3 separate regions of the Mus musculus genome follow, and all the other regions are linked to region 2. A link is a contact called in public promoter capture Hi-C data. All regions are on one chromosome and are shown on one strand. The core of a region is the stretch at or near the end of the contact, and the rest is flanking DNA. Distances in the headings are between cores, read along the strand shown.

Region 1 (3,125 bases), core at 179-2,678, 2.6 Mb before region 2:
CAGTTTCAATTAAAGGCTAGGTGAGTCCATTTCTTTGGGTGTCAGGTGAGGCAGAGCATCATAGATTCAGGAGCAGGTGGAAGAGTTTGCTTATTCATAATGGCCAGGAAGCAGAGAGATAGCAATAGCAGGGAAAGGCTAATACCGTTCCTGTGAGTCTCACCATCCCACACTTCCCTCCCATTTGTCTATTCAGATTTTGAGCTCACAATTGAATTAAGTTAGAATTAAACCATCTAAACATCTCTCTGTAGTTCTAGCCCCCCCCCCAACCCCTTCAGTTTCAGAAAAGGTCTCAGGAGAGCATGGTGGTAGATCTTTAATCTCAGCACTCTTGGGAGATAGAGGTATGAATCTCTATGAATTCAAGGTCAGTCATGTCTACATAGCAAGTTCCGTGCTAGCCAGAGCAACATAGCCATACCCTGCCTCAAAATAAAGCCTAGGGCTGGAGAGATGGCTCAGCAGTTAAGAGCACTGACTGCTCTTCTAGAAGTCCTGAGTTCAATTCCCAGCAACCACATGGTGGCTCACAACCATCTGTAATGGAATCAGATACCCTCTTCTGGTGTGTCTGAAAACCATGAGAGTGTACTCATATAAATAAAACAAATCTTAAAACAAACAAACAAACAAACAACAAAGCCTAAATAAGACAAAGTCAGGGTGGTATGTATCTCAAGTTGGAAGAGAACTATGGAGTGGACATTCAGTGATCCTCCTGCCTGTACCTCCCAATGCTGGGATTACAGATCGGAGTCAACGGTATTTGGAGGCAGGGGCTTGCTACGCAGTCTACACTAACCTTTTATTCTTGTCCACATCCTGTAGGCATTACAGCCTTGGGCCAATATGCCCCACCAATGTCTGGTTTGTGTGTATTTTGGTCCAATCTGTGTCATTTTGCTACTGGTAGTTCAACGGTGCACTTTTGGGGTTATTGTAAGGATTATAGAAGCGTTTGTTAGTGATATACTCGGGAAAAGTTACTGTCCTTCCAGTGTCCGTCTCTCTCTTTCAGGACGCCTTACCCTGTGAAGTCCGTTCTGACTGTCCTCTAAAGTCTTTTTTGTTTTTTTTTTGGAGGTGGGGGGGCGGGGAAAGCTCACTGGTAGGATGACATCGTCTGTATATTCCTCAAGGATATTTACGGGGGTTGGAGAGTTTAATTAGGTACTTTCCTAAACCTGGCTTATTTTGGGCTTTTTCCGTACTAAGTAAGTGAGTGGGAGACGCTGCTGGGGATTCAGAGTTGGAAAAAACAGTAGTCTTACAGGAAACAAACCAAAACCAAACCGCGGCGCTCCTTACGCCACAGGTCGGTCCTCGGACGTGTCAGCGTCGTGCCCGCTCCGTACGCAAGGGGGCGCGCCAGGAAGTCCCGGAAGTCCGTCCCGAAACCCGACTCGGAACTTTCTTCCTTGCACTTCCGTTCAGCTTCGCGCAGTCGTTTGTCCTGTACGGCTACCCGTCCTCACACGAATCTAGCCCGGGAACTAAGATTCCGGGGAGCGCAGTCGTCACCAGCCGGGAGCCTGTCGATTCCAGACGCTCTCCGGACTGGCAAGATGTGCTCCCTGGGGTTGTTCCCCCCGCCGCCGCCTAGAGGTCAAGTCACCCTGTATGAGCACAATAACGAGCTGGTGACCGGCAACAGCTATGAGAGCCCGCCTCCCGACTTTCGGGGCCAGGTGGTCCGGGTGGGAACGCTGCGGTGGGGATGCGGAAAGTGGGAATAGAGGCGACGCGGCGGGGCTCGCTCACAAGTGATTGGGAACGGCATGACTCCCACAGGAGACTGGAGAGAACGAAATATATTTTAGGGCCTGTGTTACCCAGTTAGGCATGCCAAGGCATGTGAGGAGGTTCTAGGAGGGGTAGAGAAGATGATGGATGCCGTCCATCAGGTCTTCTCTAGTGTCAACCCTGTGAAAAACGATTGTGGTTTGCAGATGAGGACTGAAAATTTTCTGTCCCACAAGTGTTACATTTGTGGGTATGGGAAATGGGGCCGTGGAATCTCTTATGCCATAGGTTGGAGATGGCAAGGAGTTCTGTTAAGATTTGGGGAAGAGACTGACTGCCTCCCTCTCTTCTGAGGTATAGTGGATCAATCTTCCTGTCCTACACCTGACCAAGGATCCCCTAAAAGCCCCAGGGAGGCTGGACCATGGTACAAGAACTGCCTTCATCCATCACCGTGAGCAAGTGTGGAAGAGATGCATCAATGTTTGGTGAGGCATAGCAAACAGTGGCTTAAATAGGCCATGGTCTACCGAGCCTGCTTTGGGCAGCTCTTGAATGGCTGCTTATTGCAGTCTGTGTCTTCATATTACCACAAATCATATTAGGTGATCCATTTTTATTGTAAAACTCAAGGGTGTACCAGAAACCTCATTTATCCCTAATAGCTTGGCTTGATTTTACAAACCTGCTCTCAGCACCGACCTCATTTGCTTTTATCTGAAGCTCAGGAAAGTTAGGAAAAGGTTGAATTGATTCGTTAATATGTAGGACATGTAAGAATTAAAGCTGTGCTATCTTTTTTTTTTTTAACTGTACGTTTGGAAAAGTTACATAATTACTCTGTCCTAAAGCCAAACCCCTTTAAACCATGGTGACTAAATAGATACAAAGCACATAGAAGCATTTCCTGGCACATTAATCCCTTGATGTGTTTGCCATCCCCATTATTATCATTGCCATTATCTGTAAAAAGAATCCCTGGTGCCGGGCGTGGTGGCTCACGCCTTTAATCCCAGCACTCCGGAGGCAGAGGCGGGCGGATTTCTGAGTTCGAGGCCAGCCTGGTCTACAGAGTGAGTTCCAGGACAGCCAGGGCTACACAGAGAAACCCTGTCTTGAAAAAACAAACAAACAAAAAAAAAACGAATCCCTGGCAATTATGTTCCTGGGTTCATGAGTTTGCTTGTTACTTTGTGAGTTGTTGTCAAATAGCCTTTTATCCAAATTTTACATACAGGACTTGGGGTATAGCTCAGTTGGCAGAGTGCTTGCCTGGCATGCAGGAAGCCCTAAGATCAGTAACTAGCACCATGTAAAACTAGGTATGATTGGTACATGTCTGTAATCTCACACTAGGCAGGAGGAGCAAAAGCACGTGG
Region 2 (3,266 bases), core at 438-2,937:
ATCTGTTGTCCTCAGACCGTAAGTTGAGATTACCATCACCGCTGTCCCCAGTTAGTTCCTGGCTATTAGCCTTGTAGCTAAGTTTTAACCAATGTTCAGGGCTCTCTGGCAATTGAAGGACAGTTTAGTCCTCTGAAAACTGCCTGGTCTCTGGTTTGTTTCCTTGTTTAGGTAGATTTACAAGAGTTCAAGGTTTGCTCTGACCATTTAAAGTTGAGGTGGGGGGCTGGAGAGATGGCTCAGCAGATAAGAGCCCTGACTATTCTTCCAGAGGTCATGAGTTCAAATCCCAGCAACCACATGGTGGCTCACAACTATCTGTAATGAGATCTGATCCCCTCTTCTGGGGGTGTCTGAAGATAGCTACAGTGTACTTACATATAATAAATAAATAGGCCAAAGCGATCTGGGCCCAAGCGGGCTGGAAACAATAAATAAATAAAAAAATAAAGTTGAGGTGGTTTGTAAGATAAGGAAATGAGAGTTCTGGAGTCTAAGTATTTTCTTTCTTTTTTTTTTAAGATTTATTTATTTATTATATCTAAGTATACTGTAGCTATCTTCAGACACTACAGAAGAGGGAGTCAGATCTCATTACAGATGGTTGTGAGCCACCATGTGGTTGCTGGGATTTGAACTCCAGACCTTCGGAAGAGCAGTCGGGTGCTCTTACCCACTGAGACATCTCACCAGCCCCTCTAATTATTTTCTAATTACAGCTGTTGGTCTATATGACTTTGGGCAAACTATTCTGCCTCTTTGGACTTCAGTTTATTCCTTCATAAACTGCTACATGACAGATGTCATTAAAACTAGCGGTCATTTATTTTCCTTTTGCCTTGTTGCTTTTTTTTCCCCCCATTACCTTCTGCCTCAAGAGGGGAGAGGAGGAACCTTTTGTCCTGTACTGTATGCAAACTGGTCTTAAAAGGAAGGGACAATTCTCTCCCTTTGGTCACCCAAGTGCGGAGCCGTCAGCTGTGAAACACTACCTCCCACAGACACTCAAAAGGGAATGGGGGTGGGATGGGGAGGTCTCATGAAGTTCATTTTGGCCCTGAACTTGCAGAGAACGACCCTGAGCCCCAAGTGGGATTACAGTGGAGGCTGGAATTACAGGCTTTTAATGTAAAGATATTTCAAAGCCTTGTGTTTTCTCTGAGAAAAAGTGAAGGTAACTTTTAAGGCCTAAAGCCAAGGAGGGGGGTGGAGATCAAGGAAGTGCAAAAAAGGAGAAGGAGGAGTAGGAGGAGGAGTATGAGGAGGAGGAGGAGGAGGAGGAGGAGGAGGAGGGGGAGGAGGAGGAGGAGGAGGAATCAACTAGGATGAACAGCACAGCCGGCTGGCTGGGACACCGGGACTGTAAGTGATGATCAGGAACGTATAGCCGGGCCGGGAGCCAGAAAGAACTTGAATCTGCTGGACTAGGAAGAGTGTTTCCAAAAGGGAGAAACTAGCCTGAGGTAGGGGTGTGACCATGGTGATGTCGAACCTGCTGAAAGAAACTGGGCGTGGCTCGGGCTGCAGGTGAGGGGCGTGACCAGGACAGGTGGGCGTGGCCAAGAAGAAATGGGCACGCGGGGCGAGGCCGGGACCCACATGAGGGGCCTGGGCTGCTGCGACGGAGAAGTGGGCGGGAAGGCGGGATGGGCGGGGAGGAGGCCATCCTTGCGGGAGAGGCGGGCTGGGCGGCTGGGAGGACCCAGGGACGGAAGAGGGTGGCCGTAGGCCGGGCCCCGCCTCGGGGCCGCCTCCCAGCGGGTTCCTTTTGCCTTGACTGCCTCCGAGGCTGTGGCGGCAGTGGCCGCCGGGCGCGCGTAAGATGGCGACTGCAGCAGCGGAAACCCTGGGCCTCCTGTGGGGTTGGCTGTGGAGCGAGAGCTTCTGGCTGCCTCAGAACGTGAGCTGGGCGGACCTGGAGGGCCCGGGCGACGGCTACGGCTACCCGCGCGCCCAGCACGTGCTGTCGGTGTTCCCGCTGGCAGTGTGCATCTTCTCCGTGAGGATGCTGTTTGAGCGGTGAGCGTTGCTGCGCGGGGCCGGGGATGGCGGGGGGTAGGGGCGGGACGCCTGGGCCGGAGACCGAGGGCCGGAAGCCGAGGCGGCGGGGCGGGGGAGCCGGGGAGCCCGGGCCGCGGCGGGGATGCTCGGAGCCCGGCGACGCGCCCCTGGAGCCTGCGTGCGCGCAGACCGCGCGAGTCTAGGGTGTGGGCGAGTGAGAGAGAATCGAGGGGAGTGCTGGGCCTCAGAAGTGCAGATCACAGAGTCGCATGGAGCTCTCGAAGGCTGCCTCCCAATCTCCAGGAACCCAAGAGTGAGTCGTGCTCCCGCAGTGCCCGGCGAGAGGAACGGGAAGGGCCTGGGAGAACCAGAATTAGCTGGGGTCCTGGAAGCTTGTGGGTTCAGTGCAAGCGCCAGAGCTTCCGAGCGACGTAGGTGGATGCATGAGATGTAATGTTTGCTAAAGTTACTTTACTTCTGGGGTTTGAAACAACAGGATCAGTTAGGCCCCAAGCCCTGATTTGTTAGCGCGTGAACGTGTTAGTATGACAGCAGACGTCTGGCTAGGATAGGGTGTGGTGAAGCCTGAGGCTTCCAACATTTGGGGAAGGTGTCAAGAGGAACTGCTGAACGGGCCTTGGAAGCCTGAGATGGGAGAAGTGGTCATTTTGAAGGCGATGGAGCCTGAGACTTTATTGGAAACAGCTTTGTGAACCAGCTTCTAAGGTGGTAGTATTCACAACATACTTTGCCCAGCTACATGCTCTGGGCAGAAGATCCCCCCCACCCCACCCCCACCCCGTTCTTCAAAGGGCTAGTCTTATCTGCTGCCAAAAAGACACTGTTCTTCAAGGATCTGATGCGATCTGTAATGAGGATCAATCATAGCTGTGTTTTTGATAAAGCTTACTCAAACTCCAAGGAAGTACTTTCCTCGTAGGCAGAGACGCCTTCTGTAAAAACCTTATCTAGAACAAACACGACACTGATGCCAGAATTCCTTTTCTAGTGTGGAGATGTGGTTAGACAAAATAATCCATTACTCAGAAGTATCTGTTTTGGATTACTTCTTTGATTTGTCTACAAGGGTTTTTTTTCTTATATCCAGCTAGTCACTAATCTGTATTTAGTAATACTATTTATCTCTTCTAAAAGTGCTATGCCAGACACTCAGATGCAAAAAGTAAATATATAATAAATAGATTAAGTGAAACTCAAAGTCTTTTCTGGGCCCCCAAGAATTTACAGTTTTTCAAGATAACCAT
Region 3 (3,025 bases), core at 73-2,572, 2.6 Mb before region 2:
TTAGCCAGATAGGTCTAAATATGGTGGTAAGCCTAAAATCCCAGAATTTGGAAGTGGAGGCAAAAGTTCAAAGAAATCCTCAGCTACATAGTAAATTGGGATGCCAAAGCCATAGACACATAGCTTAATGGTGCCCAAGACAGGCCACTATTTTCCTATGCACAAATTAACCCCAGAAATGACTCAAAAATTGCTTTGGAAGCTAGGCATGGTGACTCACACCTATAATCCCAAGACTTGGAAGGATGAGCCAGGTGGTTCACCAGTTCTAGGTCTTCCAGGCCTACAGAGTAAGAACTGATCCCAATACAAATAGCCCTTTTGAGAAAGGGAATTTGGAATTTCAGTGTCTCAGAAATAAAGAGTTGCTCCTTAGGGTTGATAGCACTCTTAATCCCAGCACTCAAGAGGAAGAGGCACCTAGACAGCTAAAAGTCTGAGGGCTGCAATAGTAACTTCGAGTTACTACGAATACCACATAGAACCTATCTCAAAAAAGAAAAAAAAAAAAAATGCATCCTGGAAGGAAAAGGAGACCCAACATGTGGGTGGATGGAAAGTGTGCTAAAATTAGGACTATAAGAGATGAAGAAAGATCTAGTGTAAACAATAACAGGAAGGGACTGAGAAAGAGTAAATCCTAAGAGAAGGTGAGGAAACATCTGAGAGGACAGGTAAGGGTCTAGGGATTAGAACCCAGGTTTGGGGCTGAGGAGGCGGTCCAAAGAAGGAAGGGGCGGTTTCGGGGATAGAGGCGTGGCAAGGGCGGGTCGGATGGGGGAAGGGAAATTTACGGGGGTGCGGGGGAGGGCCCGGGGCAGGCTGCGACCGGAGGGCGGGCGGACCGGGGAGGCGGTTGGCCCAGGCGGGGCCTGCACTGGTCGGGCCGCCCCCGCGGCGCCAGCCCCCGACGGGAGGAGCCTCAGGCGGCCGGCCGGGTAGTGGGGGGTAAGGCCCGTCCCTCGTGGCCGGGGCGGGCAGGGGGCGGGCGAGGCCACGCTGCCCCCTCCCCCGGGGCGGGTAGCCCATCCCCCTCCTCCTCCGAGGCCCCGCCACTGCCCCTTCTCCCTCCCTTCCCTCCGCCCCGGGCGGGACCAAGGCCGCCGCCGCCGCCTCCCGCCCGCCCCCCCTCACAGCGGGGACCGCCCGGTCGGTCCTCGCGCGCGCCCCCTCACTCCCCTCCCACCCCTAGGCTCGGAGTGGACTCATCCTTACCGCTCATGGTGGCAGCTGAGGGGCGAGCTCAAGGGGGTCCTGTACGGGGGGGTTGGGGGGGGCCGGGAAAAACGCGGACGCTGACGAGGCAAGCGAACCCGGACCGGACAGGGAGGGGGGGGTAAGGAGGAGGGAGCAGCGCACCACAAGCCCGGCCTAATCCCCGCCCCTTATCTACTGCCCCGCCCAATGAGGGAGGGTGAAAGGAGGGCCTTGCAGAGGAAAGGCGGGCTGCCTACCCAATGGTAGGACTCGCTCTCTCGCTGAGGCGTGTAAGAGCAAGTTGCGTACTTGGTTTCCGCCCAGAAAGGCCGCCCTCTCAGTTTTAGCAACCAATTAGAAACTCAGGAAGTGGTGGTGGGCGGGATGAGATGACGATGGACTTGCAGAGAAACCAGTCAACCTCCAGGCGGGCTCCGTGAGCGGTAGGGATAGGAAGAGCTTAAGTAAGAAAGACAGGACAACGACCAACCAGAATCCTGGGCATGCCTGGGCAAAGTCCGTGTAGGGGGAAGAGTAAGAAATAGGCCGGAATGGGATAGGAGCAAGCTTCCTAAACCAATCAGAATTCAGGCGGGCAGTTAAGAAAGTTCTGATTGGACGATAACTGAAAAGAGCCGGAACAGGACGCGTATTGACGTGAACGAACAGCCAATTACGCGCCGAGGAGAAGGTGGAGGCTGGAACTTGGAATGGGGAGAGGAGAACAGGCTTCCTCCTCCGATACTCAAGCCAATGAGGCAGCGAAGGCAGCATGGCACCGCCTCTAGCTTTGGCCAATGGTCGTTACAGGGCCGCCCATCCTGAGGAGGGAACCGGGCTGTGCCAAAAGGAGTTGGTCGCCATGTTGGCCCTCCTCGGGAGGCTTCCTTCCCTCGTTAGGGTGTGCGCTTGAGTGGAGCCCTCCACAAGTGTCAGAGTCGAGACGCGTGAGGGCGAGAGTGTCGCGTCGCCCGAGACTGTTCGGGTTGTCCCTTCCCCGCTCCTACACAGCACCCCTCGAATGTCACCCCTGCCGGGATGGGCGGGCGGCTCCCCCTGGCCGTGGGTGGAAGCCCTGCGGCGGCGGGCGGGACGACAGCTTGGTGACGGCACGCGAAAACCCAAGTCGACTGAGCTGACCAATATGGAAGTCTTTCGGGAAGATGTAGCAAGCGCCATTTTCTTAAGCTGCCCCAGACCTGCTAAACCAACTCAGCTTTCAGAGTAACGCACGCTGGGGAACTTCGTGAAGCCAAGCTCTCATAAACTACTTCCATTTTCCCTCTTAGTAGAAAGCACGCTAACCTAGTTACTTCCTTTTGCAATCACAAAGGTTAAAGATTTTGCCTTAGGCACCTCAATCTCTGGCCTCCATTTCGCCTTCTTTCTCCTCATTTAAACTTTGTCACTGACTGGTGTCACCACGTTTAGTACTTGGAACTAATACAGTTAATCACTTAATGTGTCCTACTTTACGGGCTGGATGCTCCTGTAAAAAAAGGGAAACACTTTAAAGATAGGAACCGAGGCTCTCTGCTCCTTTGGAGATGGCCTTGGAAATGTGAAGTGACAGCTGAGATACCTGGTTGTCCCAGTTAAATAGGCATTTAGCACTGATTATGACAAACTCAATGTAAGGCATGGTAGTACACACTTTTAGGACCCAACTCTGGAGGCAGAGGCAGGAGGATCTCTTCTAAGTTTGATGCCAACCTGATCTACATACTGAGTTTCAGGACAGCTAGGGCTGTGCAGACCAACAATGTTTCAAAACAACAACGAAAATTAAGACGTTAAGAAAAATATTCACCCGGGCAATGGAAAGCAG

Evidence for each region. Promoter capture Hi-C pulls out the DNA fragments that hold promoters and counts their contacts.
Region 1: a contact with region 2 is called in a promoter capture Hi-C map of liver, with 4 times the contacts expected there. The contact joins the promoter of Aaas here to the promoter of Cers5 in region 2. A contact is called at or near these places in 4 of 39 promoter capture datasets (embryonic stem cells, hippocampal neurons, liver and 1 more).
Region 3: a promoter capture Hi-C map of pre-B cells shows a contact between it and region 2, with 4 times the contacts expected there. The contact joins the promoter of Sp1 here to the promoter of Cers5 in region 2.

Annotation. Positions count from the first base shown.
Region 1 is chr15:102,349,062-102,352,186 of GRCm38.p6, reverse strand. Aaas (achalasia, adrenocortical insufficiency, alacrimia) reads left to right here and starts at 1,428. Exons shown (of 16, transcript NM_153416.2): 1 at 1,428-1,691; 2 at 2,107-2,234. The coding sequence starts at 1,569. Gm36246 (predicted gene, 36246) reads right to left here and starts at 1,360. Exons shown (of 3, transcript NR_155425.1): 1 at 1,275-1,360.
Region 2 is chr15:99,770,936-99,774,201 of GRCm38.p6, reverse strand. Cers5 (ceramide synthase 5) reads left to right here and starts at 1,687. Exons shown (of 10, transcript NM_028015.2): 1 at 1,687-2,019. The coding sequence starts at 1,823.
Region 3 is chr15:102,404,613-102,407,637 of GRCm38.p6, reverse strand. Sp1 (trans-acting transcription factor 1) reads right to left here and starts at 1,322. Exons shown (of 6, transcript NM_013672.2): 1 at 1,216-1,322. The coding sequence starts at 1,222.